Regions from separate parts of the Sus scrofa genome. Here region 1 is linked to region 2. A link is a contact called in public Hi-C data. All regions are on one chromosome and are shown on one strand. The core of a region is the stretch at or near the end of the contact, and the rest is flanking DNA. Distances in the headings are between cores, read along the strand shown.

The links. Hi-C and Micro-C count contacts between places; a contact is called where the count stands out from the background.
Region 1: a contact with region 2 is called in a Hi-C map of alveolar macrophages, with 2.6 times the contacts expected there. The contact joins two enhancer-like sites. A contact is called at or near these places in 1 of 5 promoter capture datasets (liver), 22 of 47 Hi-C or Micro-C datasets (alveolar macrophages, blood, brain and 14 more) and 2 of 2 datasets of contacts at active chromatin or transcription factors (alveolar macrophages and skeletal muscle).

The regions. Positions count from the first base shown.
Region 1 is chr14:31,874,511-31,881,535 of Sscrofa11.1, reverse strand. All of the region lies in intron 4 of RAD9B (cell cycle checkpoint control protein RAD9B), which reads right to left. Among named protein-coding and RNA genes, the nearest start is that of VPS29, 8.4 kb to the right of the region's middle. Within about 2 kb of position 3,480, at least 12 of the 83 cell types and tissues checked have an H3K27ac peak or open chromatin away from gene starts, as enhancers often do. A contact at or near this core is called in alveolar macrophages, where this site is marked.
Region 2 is chr14:32,147,259-32,153,828 of Sscrofa11.1, reverse strand. All of the region lies in intron 1 of CCDC63 (coiled-coil domain-containing protein 63), which reads right to left. Among named protein-coding and RNA genes, the nearest start is that of CCDC63, 10 kb to the right of the region's middle. Within about 2 kb of position 3,403, at least 3 of the 83 cell types and tissues checked have an H3K27ac peak or open chromatin away from gene starts, as enhancers often do. A contact at or near this core is called in alveolar macrophages, where this site is marked.

The DNA of each region.
Region 1 (7,025 bases), core at 2,231-4,730, 270 kb after region 2:
GCACATGCAGTACCTCTGATCCTCACAATATCCCTGTGGAGTAGGTACTTAATATCAAAAGATGAAGCTATAGTTCTAGAGCTCTGTTAAGTGCTGTGCTATGCTGTTTTAACAAGTATGGCTAGATTTTGAATCTAAGTTTGTTTTTTCTCTTTTTTTTTAGCCATATTGGTGGCATGTTGAACCTGTGCCACAGCAGTGACCTGAGCTGCTGCAATGACAATGCTAAATCCTTAACCTGCTGCGCGCTACAAAGGAAATCCTCTCTCTCTTTTTTAAATTTTATGAATCTAAGTTGTATTTTGCTTTGTTTTGCTTTTTAGGGCCACACCTCTGGCATATGGAAGTTCCCAGGCTAGGGGTGGAATTGGAACTGCAGCTGCTGGCCTATGCCACAGCCACAGCAACTTGGGTCTGAGCCACATCTGTGACCTACACCACAGCTCAAGGCAACGCTGGATCCTTAACCCACTGATCGAGGCCAGGGATCAAACCCACAATCTCATGGATACTAGTTGGGTTCATAACCCTCTGAGCCACAACGGGAACTCCTCTGAATCTAAGTTTGAACATAAAGCCCATGAAATAAAATTCAGGTAGGCTATAACTTTCTACAGCATAATAATGTTACCATGAGAAGCAAAAGGATTCACTATAAATATTTCTCAACTTATTTTTAACTGAATTAATAAAAACAGCAACATTTATTATTTTCATAAATATTTACTGAGCACTTGCTGTGTACAAGGCTGATCAGCTGGCTTTTGCTGGATAACAAACCACATCAAAAATTTAGTGGTTCAAAATAACAAACATTTGTTATTTCTCACGATTGAGTGGCTCCTCTGGTGAAGGCTGGCTTAACTGTGGCTGGATCATTTTGAATGGCCTCACTTTCACATCTGGGGCCTCAAAGTTGGGACAACCGGAACAGCAGGATGGCTGGGGCCTTTCACCACCTGGTCTGCAATCTTCCAGGAGTCTACACTTTGCTGTGCTTATTTTCAGGCCGATGGAAACATTCTTAGTTTAAGAGTAGAAGCTGACATACTTTTCTTTTTTTTTCCTGCTTTTTAGGGACATACTTGGGGCATATGGAAGTTCCTGGGATAGGGGTCAAACTGGAGCTACAGTTGCCAGCCTATGCCACAGCCATAGCAACACTGGATCCGAGCCACATCTGTACCTATGCTGCAGCCTGCAGCAACACTGGATCCTTAACCTACTGAAAGAGGCCAGGGATCGAACCCTCATCCTCATGGATACTAGTCGGGTTCTTAACCTGCTGAGCTACAACAGGAACTACTGACAGGTCTCTGGAGGCCTAGGCTTGGAACCCACATAATATCACTTCTAATGCATTCTATTGATATCAAAGCAAGTCCAAGTCCAGCTGAGAGTTGGGGAAGTACTTCAGCTTTCAAAGGGAGGGCCTGCAAATAATTTATAAGTATTTTTCTGTAACCTACCATACAGGGACTACTTTTGGAGCTGTGGACTAGCGAAGAACAAATCAGACAAAAATCTCCAACCTCACAGAGCTTACATTCTAGTGAGGGGAGACAAACAATAAGAAAATAGGAAGTAGGGAGGCCCCCTGTGGCACAATAGGTTAAGGATCTGGTGTTGTCACTGCAGCACCAGGTTGCTGCTGTGACAGAGATTTGATCCCAGTCCTGGGAACTTCCACATGCTGCAGGTGTGGCCAAACAACAACAAAAACAAAAAACAGATTAAGTAAAGAGAATGCTTACTGTAGGCCAAACATTCTCTGATATAAACTGTACAAATGTTTTCTTAGATCAGTTACTCAAATTATGTTATTCAAATGTTTCTCAATGCCTTTAAATTCACTGTTTTGAGAGTTTAAAGTCATTAGCACATCTGCAGAATGCCTTTTTACAAAACCTCAAAACCTTGAAGTAGGAATCCTGTCCTTTTTTTTTTTTTTTGTCTTTTCTAGGGCCGTACCGTGGCACATGGAGGTTCCCAGGCTAGGAGTCTAATTGGAGCTGTAGCCACCGGCCTACACCACAGCTCACCTCAACGCCAGATCCTTAACCCACTGAGCGAAGCCAGGGATCAAATCTGAAACCTCATGGGTCCTAGCTGGATTCACGACGGGAGCCACGACGGGAACTCCAGCAATCCTGTCCTCTTGACATATGTCATTAATATAATGTATAAATCAGACTTCTGTTCACTCAATAAATAGCCAGGGCATCCATCTGATGGAAGTCCCTCTCTGTTGGGAACCTGTCCTTGAGCAGGACAGAATGCATTAGCATGTGTGCTTTGGATCAGAGCATGTTCTTCAGGGACAACTCACTGATTCATTTTCAGCCACTGTGGGGCCAGTGCAAATGCAAATACAGAGAATTGATAGAATAATTGCTAGGCAGTAAATATTTCGGATGAATCTTGGTTCTTGAGGATATAAAACATCTTTTTTTTTCTAATAGCAGATGCTAAATAATTTAAGAAATCACTGTTCCAGAAACCATTTATGATTAGACTCTGAGAAGTTAATCCTTTTTTAGTAGGTCATGTTTTTTCAATTGTTTTCCATCAGTGAAGAGAGCCAAATTTACTTCATTGTCCTAAATTTCTTCCCGAGTTTCAAATGTATATTTGCAGCAGTTTAGTGGATATCTCTGCCCAGGTGTTTTTTGTTTTTCTTTTTTTTTTTTCATTTTTGGCCGCCCCACTGCATATGGTGTTCCTTGGGCCAGGGATCAGATCTGAGCCATGGTTGCAACCTAAGCCGCAGCTGCAGCAATGATGGATCTTTAACCCACTGTGCTGGGTCAGGGATTGAACCTGTGTCCCATCACTCCCAAGAGGCCGATGATCCCATTGCGCCACAGCAGGAACACCAACCCAGGTGATTTTTCTCAATTACATTTGAACAATGTTTCTCCACCAGATTATTAATATAAAATTGCAAACATAATTTTCTGAGCTTCTAAAGTTTTGGAAAGTATAACTATTTATCCCAATGACTGTAGCAGCATGCACCCCCTACTTCCCCTTTCCTTCCTGAGCCATCCTTCCTGGTTGTGTAGTAGCCATGAGGTCTGGGTGGGGCTGATTTCACTTTCAGCATCACTTGTGGGCCCTTGTTGCTATAAATCAATTGATGTAATCTTATCTGCCCCCCCCCACCGCCCCACAATTGAATTTGGTCCAGATATGGCAAGAAGCCAGGGCAGTTAGAGAATGGAATTCCCCTAGCCCCCTAGGATTAGTTTAGGTTTGTCCAGTCAGAGCAAAGTCAAGCACTTTTGTTCAATGCATATATGAGGTAAGGCTCTCCCCCTGGATGTGAAAGAGCAAGCATGGCAGCCCAAGCTGCTGCTGCTGGAAGTCACCATATTATTAAAAGTTTATAAAAGAAGCTGGCCTTAGTATAAATCACATGGAGGACAGGAGAGCTGAGAGAATTTGAAACAGAAGGAAGAGAAGCAGCTGCTGCAGTCTGGATCAAACCACGCCTATGACCTCATTTTGAACTTTTCCTTTACATGAGCCAATATCCCTCCTTATTGTTTAAGGCAGTTTGAGTTGGATTTTTTTTTTTTTCTGTTACTTGTAACTTAGAGCATTCTAACACAACAACTTCCCTACAAAAGCTATTAAAAAAATCAACCAATCACAAATGTATATTGGATATTACTGTAAACAAGCCACTTGAGACATACTTAAGTGGAAAAACTGGCTGTTTGAAATCTAACTGGAAATAAAGGATGAGGATAATTGTAATAACAGTAGTTACAATTTAGTTCACCTTTTGTGTCAGGCACCATGCTATGTGCTTTACACATGTGATCTCACTTTGTCCTCACAACAACCCGGGAATCTGAGGGTAGGTAGGATTATCCCCATTTCACAGACAAGAAAATGAAGGTTCAGAGTGGTTATGTACTGTCACAAAGCTAATAAGTATAGGAGAAGCCACGTCCTTATCTGCACGATGCCAAAGCTCGCTGTGCTTTTTTAAAAAATTTTTATTGAAATATAGTTGACTTACAATGTTGTTAGTTTCAAGTGTACAGTAAAGTGATTCAGTTATATATATTCTTTTCTATTTTATTTTTATTTATTTGTCTATTTAGTGCCACATATGTGGCATATGGAAGTTCCCAGGCTAGCGGTTGAATCAGAGCTACAGTTACCGGCCTATGGCACAGTAACTCAGGATCCAAGCTGCATCTGTGACCCACACCACAGCTCACAGCAACACCGGATCCTTAACCCACTGAGCAAGGCCAGTGATCCAACCTGCATCCTCATGGGTACCAGTCAGGTTCATTATTGATGAGCCACGATGGGAACTCCTTAATTTATTTATTCATTTTACTTTTTTTTTTTTTGCTTCAGCCATGGGATATGGAAGGTCCCTAGCGAGGAATCAAATCTGAACCACAGCTGCGACCTATGCTACAGCTGTGGCAATGTCAGATCCTTAACCTATTGTGCTGGACAAGAGATCAAACCCATGCCTCAGCAGTGACCTAATCCACTGCGCCACTGTGGGAACTCCTTGTATATACATTCTTTTTTAGATTATTTTCCATTATAGATAATAACCTAGATATTAAGGATAGTTCCTTGAGCTATATAGTAGTTCCTTGTTGGTTACATATTTTATAGATAGTAGTGTATATATTTCAATCCCAAACTCCTAATTTATTCCTCTATCCTCCCTCCCCTGCTGCTATGCTTTTTTTTTTTTTTAAATGGCCTCGCTTGAAGCATGCAGAAGTTTCTGGGACAGGGATCAAATCCATGTCAAAGCAGTAACCAGACCCACAGCAGTGACAATGCTGGATGCTGTGCTTTTTTTTTTTTTTGTCTTTTTGCTATTTCTTTGGGCCGCTCCCATGGCATATGGAGGTTCCCAGGCTAGGGGTCGAATCGGAGCTGTAGCCACTGGCCTACACCAGAGCCACAGCAACGCAGGATCCGAGCCGCATCTGCAACCTACATCACAGCTCACGGCAACGCCGGATCGTTAACCCACTGAGCAAGGGCAGGGACCGAACCCGCAACCTCATGGTTCCTAGTCGGATTCGTTAACCACTGAGCCACGACGGGAACTCCCTTGCTGTGCTTTTAATTGTGCTCTTTACATGATTCTGCTACTACATGTGAAGTTCGAAGAAGGAAAAAAATAATGTTATAATAATTGATATTTTACAGGGGGAAATTAAGGAACATAATGTAAATATGAGTTTAAATTAAAATATTAAATGTAAAACAAAATTAAGAAATATAAGATAAATAGTAACACTAATATAACCTTCCAGAAGACCATTCTACTACAAAAAATCTGGACCAATATCACAAGTACAAGAATCTTAAAAACATACAATCCTACCTGGTAACTTCAAATAAAATAGTAGCAATCATTAATAATATAACTAGTACTAACTCTTACAGAGAATAAGCCAGGAATTCTTTTAATCACTTTAGAACTTAACTTCTTATAACTCATTGAATCTTCACAAAAACCCCAGGAATTCCCTGGTGGCCTAGTAGTTAAGGATCCAGTGCTGTCACTGCAGCGGCCTGGGATGCTGCCGTGGCACAGGTTTGACCTCTGGTCCGGCAACTTCCACATGTCGCTGGTTCAGCCAAAAAAAAGGAAAACAAACAAACAAAAAAACCTATGATCCTAGTACTATCATTGTCCCCATTTTACATATTGGGAAAGTGAGGCACAAAGATATAAAATAATTTTCCCAATGTCTCAGCAAGGAAGGGGCAGAGCAGGATTCTATCCCAGACCTTGTGATCTCCAGAGATCACGGTCTTAACCACCATGCTATACATATTTAATCATGTAAAATATTATATGACTGCAACATTTGAATATCTACCATGCAAGGCTGGAGGCAGAAAGTCACTTTTACAACTTGGTGTAGCAGAGAGAATGAGTGAAGGTTTTGGCTTCTACTACTGTGGGGTTGGACTCAAATCCAGGCTCTGTGACCTGCTAGTTCTGTGTCCTTGGGCCATTTACCATGCCTCTTTCAGCCCTAAAGAAAATACTATTTGCCTTCTTGAGCACTTTCAATCCAGGTAGGCATTATTCTTTTCTGTTTTTACCAAGGAACACTGTTACCAAGGCACTTGTACAAAATGTCAACAAGTAGCCAGTTAGTTTCAGAACAATCTTTTGAATTCAGATGGACATTTTAAAAAATCAGTCTGGGGGAGTTCCCGTTGTGGCACAGTGGTGAACGAATCCGACTAGGAACCATGAGGTTGTGGGTTCGGTCCCTGGCCTCTCTCAGTGGGTTAACGATCCAGTGTTGCCGTGAGCTGTGGTGTAGGTTGCAGACGCAGCTTGGATCCCGCGTTGCTGTGGCTGTGGCATAGGCCGGCGGCTACAGCTCTGATTCGACCCCTAGCCTGGGAACCTCCATATGCTGTGGGAGCGGCCCAAAGAAATGGCAAAAAGACAAAAAAAAAAAAAAAAAAAAAAAAAAATCAGTCTGGGAGTTCCCATCGTGGCACAGTGGAAAAGAATCCAACTAGAACCATGAGGTTGGGGGTTTGATCCCTGGCCTCACTCAGTGGGTTAAGGATCCAGCACTGCTGTGAGCTGTGATGTAGGTCGCAGAAACAGCTTGGATCCTGAGTTGCTATGGCCATAACATAGGCCAGCAGCTCTAGCTCCAATTAGACCCTTAGCCTGAGAACCTCCATATGCTGCAGGTGTGGCCCTAAAAAGCAAAATAATAATAAATAAATAAATATATCAGTCTATATTCAGGCAAAGTTTGTATCATTAACAGGCCAAAAAAGGAAATAATTAATATCAACCACTCACACTACTTCTACAGAGACAAGTAAGATAATACAACTGCCTCACCACAAAACTACACAAATGCTTTTTTTTTCTCTCTTTTTGTTTTTTAGGGCCACACCTGAGGCATATGGAGGTTCCCAGGCTAGGGATCTATTGGAGCTGTAGCCACCCGCCTACGCCACAGCCACTGCAATGTCAGATCTGAGCC
Region 2 (6,570 bases), core at 2,154-4,653:
GCAAGGTCATATAGTGGAAAGAACACTGGACCAGGTGTTAAGATAGACATTAGTCCTCCTCTGCCACTGATTTGCTGTGTGCTCTTAGGAAAGTCACTTGACCTCTCTGAGCCTTAATTGCCTCAGGCTGCAAGGACCCAATTGAGAACTTTAAAGCCTGAAAAGATTGTAAACTGTTCCTCCCACCTATGGAATGGAAAATAAAAACAATACTGGTCCATAAGATAAGGGTCAGGCCCTCTGACAGCATTCTGATTTCTATGATGCTTTTTAAATTGAAATAACAAATCAGATGGGGGGGGGGGAAATACTTCCAGCTGTCCCTGCTTCACTGGTGCCCTTGGTGCTGCTTTTGTTCATCTTTGGGGAATTCAGCAAAGCTACCCACTCCAGCTCTGCTTCACCATCTTCAGCCCTGCTGAGTGGTCTAATCTCCACATTGGTGGCATATGGTCCTTTCTGCTATGGTTCATTGGATGACAAGAGAACCCCTCACCTAGGTTAGACCTATCAGAGCTTCCTTCCCAGGAAAGAGAATTTGGACACAAAATTCCCTGGGAGACCAAAGACTGATTAAGAGGTTTTGAGTGTCAGGGACTGTGTGAAGTCAGCCATTTTTCCCCCAAGTATAGGCACTGCTGGGAGGCGGCACACACACAGTCATTCCCTCACATCTTCCTCACGAATAAAACCCTGATTTGTGTTCCAGAATTGAGTGGAGAATCCTGAATCTCATAGAAGTGAGCCTGCCCAAGATCCTGGGGTGGCCAATGAGATGTGAGGGGAAGTCCACCAGGGGATTCAGGGACAGCGGTGCTGGCCGAACATCCAGTGCCCATAGCCCATGAGGTGAGCTGAATGAAGTACCTGAGCCCAGGGAGGAATTTGAGTTCTGTTCCAGCTGCAGGAACTGGACTGCCACTTCTTTGGACTGCCCAACTGCCTGCAGTAATCTCCATGTCTGCCTACAGCAGCCTCTGTCATTTGCAATCAAAAACCCATCACATAGCAAGATAGTAGGCATTTCAGAATTTCAGATTCCTTCCTAATTGGATGAGAACAGCCCCATTCCTGGCCTCCCACTGAAGCCAGAGTCACCGATTATAATCTCAGTGGCAGACTGCTGAGATCAGTAGTGATAAGGAATCTGTACAAGCCTTCAGAAAGTGATGCGGCCTCATACAGCAAGAGCAATAAACATGTTTACACCCTTCAACCCAGGAAACCTACATCTGGAGATTCATCCTAAGAAAACAAGTCAATGGCAAAGAGGGGGAAAAAAAAGCCCACAGACATGAAGATGCCTACTGTAACATTATCTCTACAGGAGAATGAGCCTGTGTTCTTGGGAGTCAGAATCCAGGTTCTCTGGTGGAGAGGGGTCAGAGCTGGGATACCTGGAAGGGGAATGGAGAGGGGCTTCCAGGGTGCTGGGAATATTCTGTTTCTTGATCTGGTTACCTGGATAAGCTTACTGTGAAAATTCAGCAAGCTGTGAATTTCTGATATGTACCTTTTATATATGCATATTGTACTTTAAAAAAACAAACAGTTCTCAACAAAGACCAAGATAAGGACTTTGTTTGTTTAGGGGCCACACCCACAGCATGTGGAAGTTCCTGGGACAGGGAGCAAATCTGCACCACAGTTGCAGCCTGTACCACGGCAGTAGCAAGGCCAGATCCTTAACGTGCAGTGCCACAAAGGAACTTTGGAGGGAAGGATTTTTTTAAGTAAGTTGTGGTAGATCTATGAAAGGGACATTCCGGAGAGTTGAAAAACAAATAAGCACATTTTGGGGCACATGCATAATACACCTGTCTTGTTCTGCTCACACTACCCCACCTCACTCTCCAGCCTTCTCTGTTTGCCCCGCGTCCCCAGAATCGGATAGTATGGCCCACATCACCCATAGGCTCCCTCTGGTTGGACGTAGCCCTGGGAAGGATCAGCTGGAAGTGGGGCCAGGCACGGAATGGGGGGTAGAGCTTGGGGACGAGGGGGCAGTTCTAGGGCTTGGGGGGCTGGGGGGGGTGGCATTCTTCCCTCCTTGCTTCGTCGCTGGTTGCTCAGGTGCAGCCTCTGCCTAGATTCCTCTTTCCAGCTCGTACCCCCTCTGGGCCCCTATCACACTAGATCATTCCCCGCCTCTTCCCACCTTCACTATGGTAATGGCTCCTCTCTGTAGCTGATCTCTCAAGGCCTCAGCCTTCCTTCTCTGATCCCCTAACCCTGCCCACATACTGTGAGCAATCCTGTCTTTAAAGTCCCTCATGTATCTGGGCTGGATTCAGTTTTCTTCTGGGACCCTGACTGTTGGAGCCCTTCCCCCGATTTTCCCCTGTGACAAACAAGTGACCTTCCTGGATTCAATGCTGCAGGGACTCTGCCCTCCAGAGGGGACGGGAACGAGCCTGGAGTGAAGCCAGCATTAATTTCAATTTGGCACCAGGAGTGGTGCCTACTTTGTCCATCTTTTTGAAAAAGTGAATGTCTGCCCCTGCCCCCAACTGGGCTATCTCCCCGCCCCGGCCCTGGCCGCGGCCCCGGCCCCGGCCCCACCCCTGCAGGCCAGGCAATGTGCTCAGGTAGAGCACACTGAGCTAGCAGAGAGAAAGAGAGAGAAGATTCTGGATGCCACTACATTTCCCTGGTGCCCGAGCAGCATATGCACCCACTGTGCTATTCAGTTGCTCTAAGTATAGATTGCCTCTGTCTGGTCACCTCTTCAAGAGAAAACTTAGGTTTAGGTGACAGATGCTGCCATTTGCCTCCCAAATATCTACTCTCTCCTTCCTTCCTTTCCTCACTTACATCAAGAATAATAGCTCCCCTTGAAATGGAGTCGGCTTTGCGACTTGCTTTGACCCACAGAATGCTACAGAAGTGATGCTGTGCCAGTTCCAAGTATAGGCCTTAAGAAGGCCTGGCAGCCTCCACTTCTGCCCTGGAAGCCAGCACCTGCCCCAGAAAGACACTTGACTACTCAGAGGCCACCATGCTGTGAGGAAGCCCAAGCAGGCCATGTGAAGAGGCCACATAGAAGAGCACAAAAGCCAGCTGCCAGCTGAATGCAGTTCAGTGGATGTGGGACAGAAAAACCATCCCAGCTGTACTCATGTCAACCCAGCATCAGTCAGCGTAAGAAATAATCACTTGTTTTAAACCACTAAGTTTTGACGTGGTCGGTTACACAGAATAGGTAACTGAAATGCCTTTCCTCCTGGCTGGGACTCTATTGTGTGGGACTTTGATGGCTGAAGCTGAGTCGGCTTCTTGGGATCACATGGAGTGATGTCACCAGTATGCTGAGCAGGAAAAAGGCAAAAGACAGAAAAGGTCTGGGTCCTGGATGATACTGTTGAGTTGACAAACTAAAGCTGGAAGCTTCCTGCTTAAAACTTCCTGTTGTGTCAGATTGAATTAAACATCTCATTTCATAAGCCTGTATTAAACAGTTCTTTTGTTACTGGCTGCTGAACCCACTCCGAATGATGTAATAAATTGGTTGCAAATATCACGTGACAGGTTACTTGCAGGGCTCTTAGTAAGCATGGCTTTTTATTTTGATCTTTATTGAGATCTTGGAGTCTTGCTCATGCTGGGAGGCACTGTCCCTCCCAAGATTAGCTAATTCCTAGAAAGAGCAAACTCACCTGGGAGCCAATCTTTCACCTGCAAACCAACCTGTCCAAAGCCCACAACTCAACTGCGCCCTTTATAAAGCTCTTAGCTCCAGGCCACTGTCCCCCTGCCTTAATCCCTTCAGGGCCGGGTACTAGACAACTGGGGAAGGAACCTGTGCCCCAGAGCCTACTGTTTAGCAAATGAGCCATTCCTAAACATGCTCAGCCTGCCTGCTTTGCCCTATCTGTTCCTTCCTGCAGCAACTACAGTAAAGTCTCCTGCCCACATGTTCCCCTCACTCCCTCTGCCTCCTGACTGACCCTGGTGTTTCCCCATGTGCCCCCTGACACTGTGAAATAATAGAAAATATAGATATTGATCTCTGCCCCCAATTTCCAGAGCTCCTAAATCCCCTGGTATTTCCTAAGTGATACAAGCACTAGGAGCATCTTTTTTTTTCTTTTTTTTTCCTTTTTTGACCATGGCCACAGTATACAGATGTTCCTGCACTAGGGATCTAATCTGAGTGGCAACGCTGGATCCTTAACCCATTGTGCCAGACGGGGATCAAACCTGCTCCACTTCAGAGACAAGCTGGATCCCTAAACCGCTGTGCCACAGCAGGAACTACAAGGAGCATTTTTTGTCCTAATACTTGATCTTGATCCCAGTTTCAGACACAGAGTTCCTAAATCCTTTGGAATTTCCTGGGTGATAGTTATGACTTTTGTTTGAATGAGGTGATTTGTGGTGGGCTTTTGCATGGGGTCTGGTCACCAGGATAATGAAGCCATGATTAGAAGCTTGGAATTCCTCCTCCCCCCTCCCCCACTTCTCCAGAAAGCAGAGAGGGGCTGAAAATGGACTTAATGATCAATCATGCCTATGTGATGAAGGCTTCTTACAAATCCCCAAGGTATGCAGTTCAAAGAGCTTCCAGGCTGGTGAACAGGTGGAGGTGCTAGGAGGGCGGCATGCTCAGAGAGGGCGTGGAAGCTCCACACCCCTCCCCCCAGACTTTGCTCAATGTGCCTCCTCTAGAAATCTGGCTGTTCCTGAGTTATAGCCTTTATTATATTACAAACTGGTAAACATAAGTCAGTGTTTCCCTGAGTTCTATGTGCTGTTCTAGCAAATTATCAAATCCAAAGGGGAGGAGGTCATGGGAACCTCCAATTTATAGCCAAGTTGGACAGAAGTTGGGGGCAACCTGGAGACCTACGACTTGGCGACTGAAGGGGAAGGGGCAACCTCATGAGATTCCAGGTAGACAGTGTCAGAATTGAGTTACATCGAGGTAGGACAGCCAGCTGGCATCACAGAAAATTGCTTGGTGTTGGAAAACCCCACCCCTACGCATCTGGTGTCAGAAGTGCTGTGAGTGTGGTAATAGTGTGAGAGTAAAGGAGGAACACGGGAGGAGTGGGTTTTTCCTAAACATCCCTATCTGTTGTGCCTCCTATTTATGGGGATCTGAGAGTATAAACTTTCTTCGTGGCAGTCATTTCCAAGTCTGTGTGTCTTACCATATCTGATTAAAACAAATTCCAGGTACCTTTGAAACAGGCTCCTAGTCTTGTACCTGGTACCTGGGATGCCTGAGGGCACCAACTGTCATTAATATAATGCAGAAGATAGGGAAGACGCAGTTCGGACCTCTAAGTGCTTATTTTCTAATTGGGAAAATCGATATCTGCTGGGACAAGTCTCAGGGGTTATTGCCCCAAGCACAGCCCACGTTCCCTGAATGTCGAGAGAGGACAGGGTCCCGGGTGAGCTCAGGTTCATAGGCTCCCAACCCTGGGCATTGTCTCCCCTCCTGGGAATGCTCTCTGGGCAGAACCTGAGCCAGGCTGGGGCTGAGCAAGGTGCAGGGTGAGGCAGCTAGAAGGTGAAAACCAAGTACTAAGGACAAACAGACAAGTGAGCTCCTGGGGGCAGGATCTTGGGGAGTTTGTTTTCTGGATTACTGAGCTCCAGAACTGGACTGTCTTACAGAGAACCTGCAACCTTGCGTGGGAGGTGGGATCTGCTAATTAAAAGGGCTGAGCCAGTTTAAATACCTGCTTTTCCTAGCTCATCCCCCTCAGGTTTCTGGAATGGGAGCAAGAAGGGGCACTCCACAGAGTACAGAGGTGAAGAATTTGGGCTTCAGTTTGACAGGCTAGGCTGCAAACCTCCACTTTGCTTCTCACAGTTCTGTTGCCTGAGGCAAGTCACTTCCCGTCGCTGAGCCTCAGTTGCTCTTCTGAGAAAAAGGGGTAAACACTACCTACCCACGGACTCTCTGAAAATCAGCGCCTAGGCTAGCACATAGCAAATGGGCAATGAATTGTTGGTTGTTATTATTTAGGAAAATCAAATTAGGGAACTGGATAGGGCTGACTGTCAGGAAGAAGAGGAGAATACAGTTTCTTGGTCTTTCCAAGGACACAGTAGATCCTACTACTGGTCATGAATATTCACTACCTATCTTGGGTTGCACTCAGATGTGGTCACATGACCTACTTTGGCCAATGAATGACATGTGGACAGAAGTGACACCACTTCTGGGCAGAAGACTTTTTTTTTCTTCTTTTGCTTTTTAGGGCCGCACCCTCAGCATGTGGAAGTTCCCAGGCTAGGGGTCAAATCAGAAATATAGCTTCTAGCCTACACCACAGCCACAGCAACACAGGATCTGGGCCACATCTACAACCTACACCACAGCTCATGGCAATGCTGGATCCTTAACCCACTGAGCAAGGCCAGGGATCAAACCCACATCCTCAAGGGTCCTAGTTGGGTTTGTTAATCCCTGAGCCACGAAGGGAACTCCCTGGGCAGAAGCTTTAAGAGCTAGTGTGTGTGGTCCTCCAGGCTCTCCCCCCTCTGCCACGATGCCTGGCAATTCCCAGGTAGGCTGCTCCCTCAGCTTGGGTCTCAGAGTGGGCTCTGCTCCAT